Regions from separate parts of the Mus musculus genome. Here region 2 is linked to region 1. The links are chromatin contacts, called in public HiChIP or PLAC-seq maps. All regions are on one chromosome and are shown on one strand. The core of a region is the stretch at or near the end of the contact, and the rest is flanking DNA. Distances in the headings are between cores, read along the strand shown.

Evidence for each region. HiChIP or PLAC-seq counts read pairs in DNA pulled down with a chosen protein or histone mark.
Region 2: a contact with region 1 is called in an H3K27ac HiChIP or PLAC-seq map of embryonic stem cells, with 6 read pairs. The contact joins the enhancer-like site here to the promoter of Nt5m in region 1. A contact is called at or near these places in 1 of 39 promoter capture datasets (embryonic stem cells), 1 of 15 datasets of contacts at CTCF or cohesin (CD8 T cells), 3 of 484 Hi-C or Micro-C datasets (the C10 cell line, myeloid progenitors and trophoblast stem cells), 6 of 115 datasets of contacts at active chromatin or transcription factors (the SCID.adh cell line, embryonic stem cells and pancreatic cancer cells) and 2 of 9 other capture datasets (adipose tissue and pancreatic islet).

The regions. Positions count from the first base shown.
Region 1 is chr11:59,846,615-59,851,068 of GRCm38.p6, forward strand. Nt5m (5',3'-nucleotidase, mitochondrial) reads left to right here and starts at 1,459. Exons shown (of 5, transcript NM_134029.2): 1 at 1,459-1,758. The coding sequence starts at 1,516. It also overlaps a transcript of Cops3 not described here.
Region 2 is chr11:59,890,173-59,894,164 of GRCm38.p6, forward strand. No RefSeq gene overlaps it. Among named protein-coding and RNA genes, the nearest start is that of 1810063I02Rik, 29 kb to the right of the region's middle. Within about 2 kb of position 1,904, at least 45 of the 459 cell types and tissues checked have an H3K27ac peak or open chromatin away from gene starts, as enhancers often do. A contact at or near this core is called in embryonic stem cells and trophoblast stem cells, where this site is marked.

The DNA of each region.
Region 1 (4,454 bases), core at 209-2,708:
TATAAGCAGCGCCAGTTTTGGGGCTGGGGTCTTTTGGCTTCGCTATCAAGCTCTTCCAATAAACCTGTGCAGAAGAATCCTGTTGTGGTGTCTTCCTTGCTGGCGAATCGGGCGTCCACAATAGTCACAAAGCTTTTACTGAGTCAGTGCCTCTAGATTCTTGTCTCATGAACTTAGAGAATGAAGTTCATAGATGACAAGGAGGGTGAGTTTCTTTAAAGATATTTATTTTTCCTGAATGTATGTATGGGTATAACACACTTGCCTGGTGCCTGAGGGGGCCAGAAGAAGGTGTTGAATCTCCAGAAACTGAAGCTACAGACTGTTGTGAGCACTGTCTCTCTTCCATGTTAGCATGTCTATCAGTGGTGGTTCCTTGTTGTGGTCTTATTTAGGCAGCCATATTATTATGGAAGTTTTTCTGTCATTTCCAGAAAACATAATCTCACAACAGATTGTCTGGTCCTCCCATGTAACTTGCTTGGCCTTTTGGGACATGAGCTTTCTAGCTTTGTCTTTATCTTTCTTATTTTGGAAACATCCAGCCATCCCTCTTCTCTTTAGGACAGAGTCTTTTTAAAAAATCTTTACAAACATCCTGTGTATCCGTCTGTCTCTCTTTCCCTCCCTCCCTCCCTCCCTCTCTCTCTCTCTCTCCCCACGTTTTGGCAATATGTATGTCTGTGCACCACATGTGCCCATGGAGGCCAGCAGAGGGTGCTGTATGCATCCCCTGTGTTCAGAGTTGAGAGGATTGTGAGCAGCCAGCAGGGTGCTGGGAATCTAGATCAGGAAGGACCAAGATTTAACATACAGAGACCTTTCTTTACCAAAAATACCTTCATGTTTGCATCCTTTAAAATATTTTTTCTACCTACTAATTCCTTTTTTTTTAATAACATGAAGCACAGTAACAAATTTACAGACATATTTGGAGATTCACTATTGAATCCAGTGATGTTAGGATGGACACAGAGCATCTGTTTTTTTTAGAACCTTTATAGATTTGAAGGTTACACCTCTGATAGCTTTAAATTTTATAAGGTTATGGTTGCAAACATTCAGCATCTATGAACAAAGAGGATCACACACAGCAGGTGTATCTGCCTTTACCTGTACCTAAAACCTGAAATCCTCCCTGTCTATACTTGGGAATGACAAGCTGTTTAAAAACCTGTACCCATAATCCGGGATGGCTGGAACTTTGTTGGGCTCAGAGCTCAACGAAGTAAGCGCTCAATAAATACCTAAGGATTTGTTCCTCCGGTGGTGAGCTCCTCCATCCACCACTGCCTCAGTAGGAAGAGTGCTCCAGTCTGGCTTTCACAGGCGGCTGTAACCTGGGACTGGATGTCCCAGGGCGATCAGCACCCACGTCGCGCTCACCTTCTCTGGGCGCATGTCCCTTTAAGGGCGGCGGGGCTGCGCGCCGGCCTCGCTCTGGGCCGGAGCCTGCGCGTCCGTGTCCGCGGTGGAGGCTGCGTCTGCCGCGGGCCCCGGGCGAGGAGCGGGGCGATGCATAGGCTGCGCGGCTGCTGTGCGCGTCCCCGCGGTGCCCCGCTACGGGCCGAGCGGAGCCGGGCGAGCAGCCGCGCCCTGCGGGTGCTGGTGGACATGGACGGCGTGCTGGCGGACTTTGAGGGCGGCTTCCTCCGGAAGTTCCGCGCGCGTTTCCCCGACCTGCCCTTCGTGGCGCTGGAGGACCGGCGCGGCTTCTGGGTGTCGGAGCAGTACGGACGGCTACAGCCTGGGCTAAGCGTGAGCACCAGCCGGCCCCGCAGCCGTGCCCCGCGGGGAGGGGAAACTGAGGCCGCAGCTGTCCAGCCCCAAGCCAGCTCGACTCCTCCAATGACCTTTGGCGGGTTCTTTGGTACCACACGGATCCTGGGAGGACTAGGGCTACAGGGCTAGAGGGACCAACCATTCAGCTGTTGCTGGGTTTCCAGCTATCTCCTTAATCCCCCTTCCCAGCTGGACTCCCTTTTCCCCTCTCTTCCTCTCTCCTGCCGCTGCCCTTCAGTATCCACTTCTTCTAAATATTGGAGATTGAACCCAGACCTCTGTAGACTAGACAGGCTCCCAACCACTGACCTACATCTCCCATCCTCTTACTTTGTACTTTGTCCTTCATTCTCACTAGCTTCCCTAGGCTGCCCTTGAACTAATTCACTGTGTAGCCTAGGGAGGCCTAAATTTTTGATCCTCCTGTTTTATAGTCTCTCAAGAAGCTGAGACTGCAAGCCATGCTGGGCTTGAATTTTAAATTCTTGGTGTGTTTGGCCTCAGATAATTGGTTACATTAAAAACAAACAAAAACAAAAAACAAAACCGAGCATTCTCAGTCTCTTACCCAGACATGGCTATCCCTCCCAATGAAATTGACAGGAGTGTCTTTGCCATCCTCTTTTACCCCATGGAAGCATAACTTTGAGTGATACTGTATGCTAGAGAATGTGACTTGCAGAGTGTCACATGGGGAGTCGGACTGGGAAGAGTGAAACTTCCCTCTTGACCAGTGTAAGGTTTTTGGTAAGACCTTGGGCACCACTCCCCCAACCTTCCCATCCCTCATGGCTAGACAGAGATCCAGGCTTTTTGGTAAAGTGTAATTTGGAGACTTAAACTATTCTATGAAAGGAATAGGGGGATTTGCTCAGCATAAACTTAGAAACTCCAGCGTTTCTCACTTGGTTGTCTAGGGGCTATAGTGCTTGATGGTCAGAGGAGTGTTTTTTGTTTTTGTTTTTTAACTTATCAGGTTTGTAACATCTCGTTCTTCACAGTCTTCCAGGACTGAAGGCAGTGAGGTCATGAAGAAAAAGACACACAGAGAGCTGGGCTCTTTTCTGGAGAAACCACAGCACTCTTGGAAGCCCAGGGTGTTTGTAGGGATCAACAGAAAGGCGGGTGTATACGGATGGGCAGGGATGGGGACAGAGGTGTAACGAAACAGGGGAGGCAGTCTGCAGGGGGGAAACATTCAAGGGGGAAAGCTAGAGTGGCCATTCTCTGCATATACTGTCAAATTCTATACTTGGACCAGAGGAAGGCTTCTTCATGCCAGGGGATGGGGGTGGGGCTTTGCCCTTCCTTCATGGGTCTGAGGTTCTGGGGTGCTGACACAGCTCTGCCTATGTCAGTGACAGCACATTGCCTCAGGACTTCACTCAGCACTCTCTCCATTCCCTTATCTTGCTGTGGGAAGATGCTCCTGTTTCCTCCTTGCACACAAGGAGACCTGCCATCCTGCCATCATCACATCACGGGGTAGTAAGGAGCGCAGATGGGATTCAAGCCCCAGCAACACGTCTGCCTGCTCCACACAATTCTCTCCAACCACCCTACTGCCCTGTTCTCTGTTCTGCTTTCTCTTTTGATTTCAATACAGTACGGGGGTGGGTGGTAATACAGCTCAATGGTAGAGGATTGTCTAGCTAGTACAAGACTCTAGGGTTCTGTCCTAGCACTGCAGCTCTGCACCCCCAGCTCCCAGGCCCCTACATGATAAAGAAGGTACCTCCACAGTAATTTGGTTTACTGAGGGACAGGTATTTAAAGGGGACATGGGGTATCATTTCTGTTCATTCACAGATGGTACTGCTGCAAGCATCTCCACAGAGCCCAGATAGCTGATCTCTCCCGTGCTGAGACCTATGAAAGCTTTAAACCTAAGGAAATGCTCTGTCACCTCAGCAATCAACTGCTGCACTGCATAGGGTTCACTTACAGATGGCTGACCAACATTTGAATTTGGGGGACATAGTTTCCTTGTAGGAATATATTAAATTTAGTTTTATGTGTGTGGGTGTTTTGCTTTTATATACACATGTGCATTGTGTACAGTCCTGGTGTACAAAAGGTCAGAAAAAGGTATCCAAAGCCTTAGAACTGGAGTTACCATGTAGGTGCTAGGACTGAACCCAGGTCCTCTGCAAGAGCAACAAGTACTCTTAACCTCTGAGCCGTCTCTCCAGCCCCGGGAATATACTAATGGGATAAAATGAAATCTACCCAGACTCTGCAAGCTGACTTGTTTCAAACCGTACCATAGAGAGGAGGAGGAAAAGGAGGAAGAAGAGATAGAGATGGAGGAAGAGAAGGGAAAGGAGAATACAATGAAGGTTTAGGGGTTTAGCTTACCAGTAGTGTTTGCCTAGGATGCGTGAGGCCCTGGGTTTTCTTAGTACCATAAAACAACAAAGAAAGTAGCAGTGGCTCAGTAGCCCCTTGTATAGATATTCCAGGCCCAAAAGGACTAATTCCTGACTTCCAACTGCAAAATGAGAAAGTGTGTGGCAGGAAGGGCTGCAGGGACGGGAGAAACCTACTGGTTTCCGCTCATTCCTTTCCCAAGCCTCAGCTCACTGAAGAACATCCAGAGCCTCCCCGTAGCCTGGTTGTCTAAATATCTGTGGTTATACCAAACAGTCTAGGTATAGTAGATGTGGCCACTT
Region 2 (3,992 bases), core at 654-3,153, 44 kb after region 1:
ATTATGATGGCATCCGGGCACTTTCACCTCAGGTGTCAACTCACCCTCATTGTAAACCCAAAGTGGGTGTGGTTGCCTGAGGAGACCTAGGCATCAGAGAAGCTACCCAGTTGGCATGGGGGTAGACCTGGAACCCAAAACCAGACCCAAAACCTGTCATTCTCAGGGCCTTGCTCTATATCACTGTGTTCAGCTTCCTAGAGTTCCCATGGGAACAAGGGTGAACCTTGAGGATGCTGCTCAGTAAAACATGCCAGTCACCAAAGGAGAGACACTGCAAAATTCTGTTCATACGAGACGAGATACGCTGTTTTGGTTCATCTTCACACTTCAACTTGACTGGATTTGGAATCACTATGGAAACACATCTCGGGGTGTGTCTATGATGGCTTTTTCAGAAATGTTAACTAAAGAGGGAAGACTGATCCTGAATATGGTGGTACTGTCAGTGTACTGGGGGTCCGGGTGGAGAATAAGAGGGGAAAGGAGCTGAGCAACAGCCTGCGCCTCTCTCCTTCCTGACTGCGGACCGTGTCGCCAGCCTTATGTTCCTGCCGCCATGGACCACATGGGTCGTGATGGATCACATCCCCTTGAAAGTGAGCCGAAGTAAACTGCATCTTCCTTGAGTTGCTTGGTCATGGGATGTAACGATCACAGGCACACATGGGCACGTGCAGAATGGGGGAGAGACTGGTGGGTGCTTAGAGCCCGGGGTGGGGGAGCAGAAGGGCAAAGATTCTGATGAGCTTATGAAAAGTTCCAAAATTTACCTGTTGTCTACATGAAGGATGTTGACACACACGTCTATGTCATTTCTTTTCTCCCAGAGCTCAGCTTTGACCCAGAGCTCTAGGCTTGCAAAGAATGTTCTCTGACCATGAGCCGAGTCCTCTCAGCCTCAAGTACGCACTTTAAGCAAGACAGTGACACGGTTTGGGAATCGTCACACATCGCTGTTCTGGTGTGGTGGTACAGGCATGTAATTATCTCAGTTTCTTGAATGGCTGAGGCAGGAGGATTGTTTAAATAAAACAATTGCAAGATGGCTCAGCAGGTAGAAACACTTGCTGCCAAGATTGACAAACCTGAGGTTGACTACTGGCATTCACATTGAAAAGAGAATCAACTACTGCAAGTTTCCCTCTGGTCTCTATAGTCATATATATATTATTTTATCTTTCTAGTGTTTTGTTTTGTTTTGTTTTGTTTTTTGAGACAGGCTTTCCCTGTTATGTGGCTCTGGCTGTCCTGGAACTTGCAATCTGGCACCAAACTCACAGAGATCTACCTGTCTCTGCCTCCCAAATGCTGAGATTAAAGGTGTATATTTATAATAAATAAATATCTTTAAAAAGGGCTTCTGATCTCCCATGTGGCTCCACCCCTCTCCCGTCCTTCAGATGGCCCCACCCAACCCCTGACAGCCAAAGCAGCTGTGTCCCTGGGATGCATGCACAGATCGGCAGGACTGCAGAAAGCCTGCGGTCGGGAGCCAGGGAGCTGTGCATCAGCAGTCCAGTCTTCGTCTGACTGTTTTCCTCTATGCCTGTGGTTCTCAACCTTCCGAATGCTGCAACTCTGTAATACAGTTCCTCGGGTTGGGTTGACCCCGACCATAAAATTATTTTGCTGCTACTTCATAACTGTAATTTTGCTACTGGTATAAACTGTAACATAAATATCTGATCTACAAACCCCCAGATTGAGAACCGCTGCTCTACACCATAGCAGACAGCCTAGAAAACCTCTTTCTGATGATGTTATTGGACCTCTTTGCCATTTCTCTCTCTTGTTCAAAAGGCTGAGCAGTAGCCCTGCCGGCCTCTGGCAGCACTGAGGGCTGTGAACTGCCAGACAGCACAGAGCAGTGGGAAGAGAGGCCTGGAGCTATAAACTGGTGGAGAGATCCATACAGTTGCCATGGCTGCTGCTCCCGCTGCCCGGAGAGCTGCTTACCCTGCTGGCTGAGGGCTGATGACTCTCACTGCCCGGGGCAGCTAGCGTTAGTTACTTTGTTTCATGATTTCTATGAGATGAACAGAAGAAATTTCAGCCAACTGCCAATAATCCCCCTCCCTTGCTCTGTCCTTTCTCTCCCTCTGTTCGAGGGAGTCATGTTAGATCTGAGGTCGATGACTCCTCATAGAAGTCCGGATGCCAAGAAACATTATTTGGTACACCTGCCCAGAGTGACCTCCCACAGAGCAGTGTGGCTGCCCTGATGAACCCTGTGCTTGGTGGCAGCAGAGTTTCCAAGGAAGTAACTAACAGAGAGAGGCCAAAGGGAAGTCATATCCTGGTTTCCTTGTGGTAGTAGAGGCCCAGGCAAATGGGAAAACAGCCGGTGGGGAGATCCAGACTCCCCAGGAGCCAGACCCTCCCTCAGCAGGCGTCAGCTGAGAGTGGATGTCAGATCAGTTCCTCATCATCCCAGCTGACTCACTGGCTGTAACGGCTATGCCTCCAAGAGGCTATTTGCCTGGGGCACTAGAAACTCATTGTCTCAAGTTTGATTTTTGTTTGACCGACTGAGATGGCTCTTGGTTGTCAACTTGACTATTTCTGGAATGAACTACAGTCCAGAAGTGGAGGGCTCACCTGTGATCTGGGTCTGAGGTAGGAAGACACATGCCTTTAAGCCAGATCCTGAGGCGGAAAGGGCTGCACCTTCTGCTGGAAGCCTATATAAGGTCATGGAAGAAGGACTTTTTTTTTGGTTTGGTTGGTTGGTTTTGTTTTGTTTTTCTTTGACTGCTTGCCCTTGCCTTACTAGCACATCCATTCCTTTATTGGCATTGGAGCCTATTTCTTCAGGTTTCCAGTACAGAAGCCCAGATGAGATGCCCAGACTCGCAGGACTGAGAAACTGCTAGATTCTTGGACTTCATGGCTAGTCATTGCTGGCTTCGTTAGACTGCAGCCTGTAAATCATTCCAATAAATTTCATATAGATGGGGGGGGGGTGAGATGAGATTCATTCCATAAGTTCTGTGACTCTAGAGAACCCTAATACAAAATCTTTGCCCATCTGTCTACAACAAAACCACTATTCAAATCCACCCTCCTATTGCCCCACCCTCCCATTGTCCCTGGGAATGTCTGATTCCCAGAACTGGGGTTGTTGCTGGGTAAAGGTGCAGCCGCTCCTCTCAGGAGCCCAGAAAGTCTCTCTGGTTTTGGACCACACAGGGGGAGGATGTTCATGGAATCTCAAGGAGGCTGCAGAACCTGAACCCGAGTGTCACAGTCTGAATATCTGTAAGAAGAAGGCGTGTAGCTGAGCCAGGAGCCAGGGCCACAGAGACGGGGAGGAGAGAGTCGCAAATCCAGAGAGGACAAAGCCTGAAGAATCCTGAGTGGCTTTTGGTGGGGAAGTACTCTCTGTTGACTGTGAAGTCCTACAGCACAGGCCACGCCCACTCCGTGTGAGGGGAGGAGCCAAGGGCCCCTGCTGAGCTGCATCCTAGCCCCGGGTCTAGGTTTTACTATTCCACTCCATCAGGTATCTTGGACAAATGGCTCCATCCAGGCACACAGGGAAGATCCAATCTCAAGTGTTACATTGAATCGTTATAATAACCTAGAAGAATGTTGTGTCGGAACAGTACAGGAACCACCCTGAAGCTGATTCTGCCAGCCAAATCAGAGATGCTGTGAGCATATAGACAAACGGTGGTAACTTCCAATTATAACCTGCCCACGGAGAGAGAAGTGCAAGGCTTTGCAGACGGAATCGAGGAATGAATATTGAACTGTGATGAGCAATGGAACATTACATCATCCCCAGGACCTTTCCCCCATATATTCGTTCACAACAAAAGGAAAGGGGATGATTTCCGTGGAAGGAGGCTGCAGACACATCTAATCAAGCACACCCCTCCCCTCCCCCAACCCCAACCACTCTTCTCCACCTTCATTCTCCTGGGCTGGGACTTTGCCCACCTCCCCTTTCTACCCACTGAAACCCTGACCATGACTTGGCACCTGGC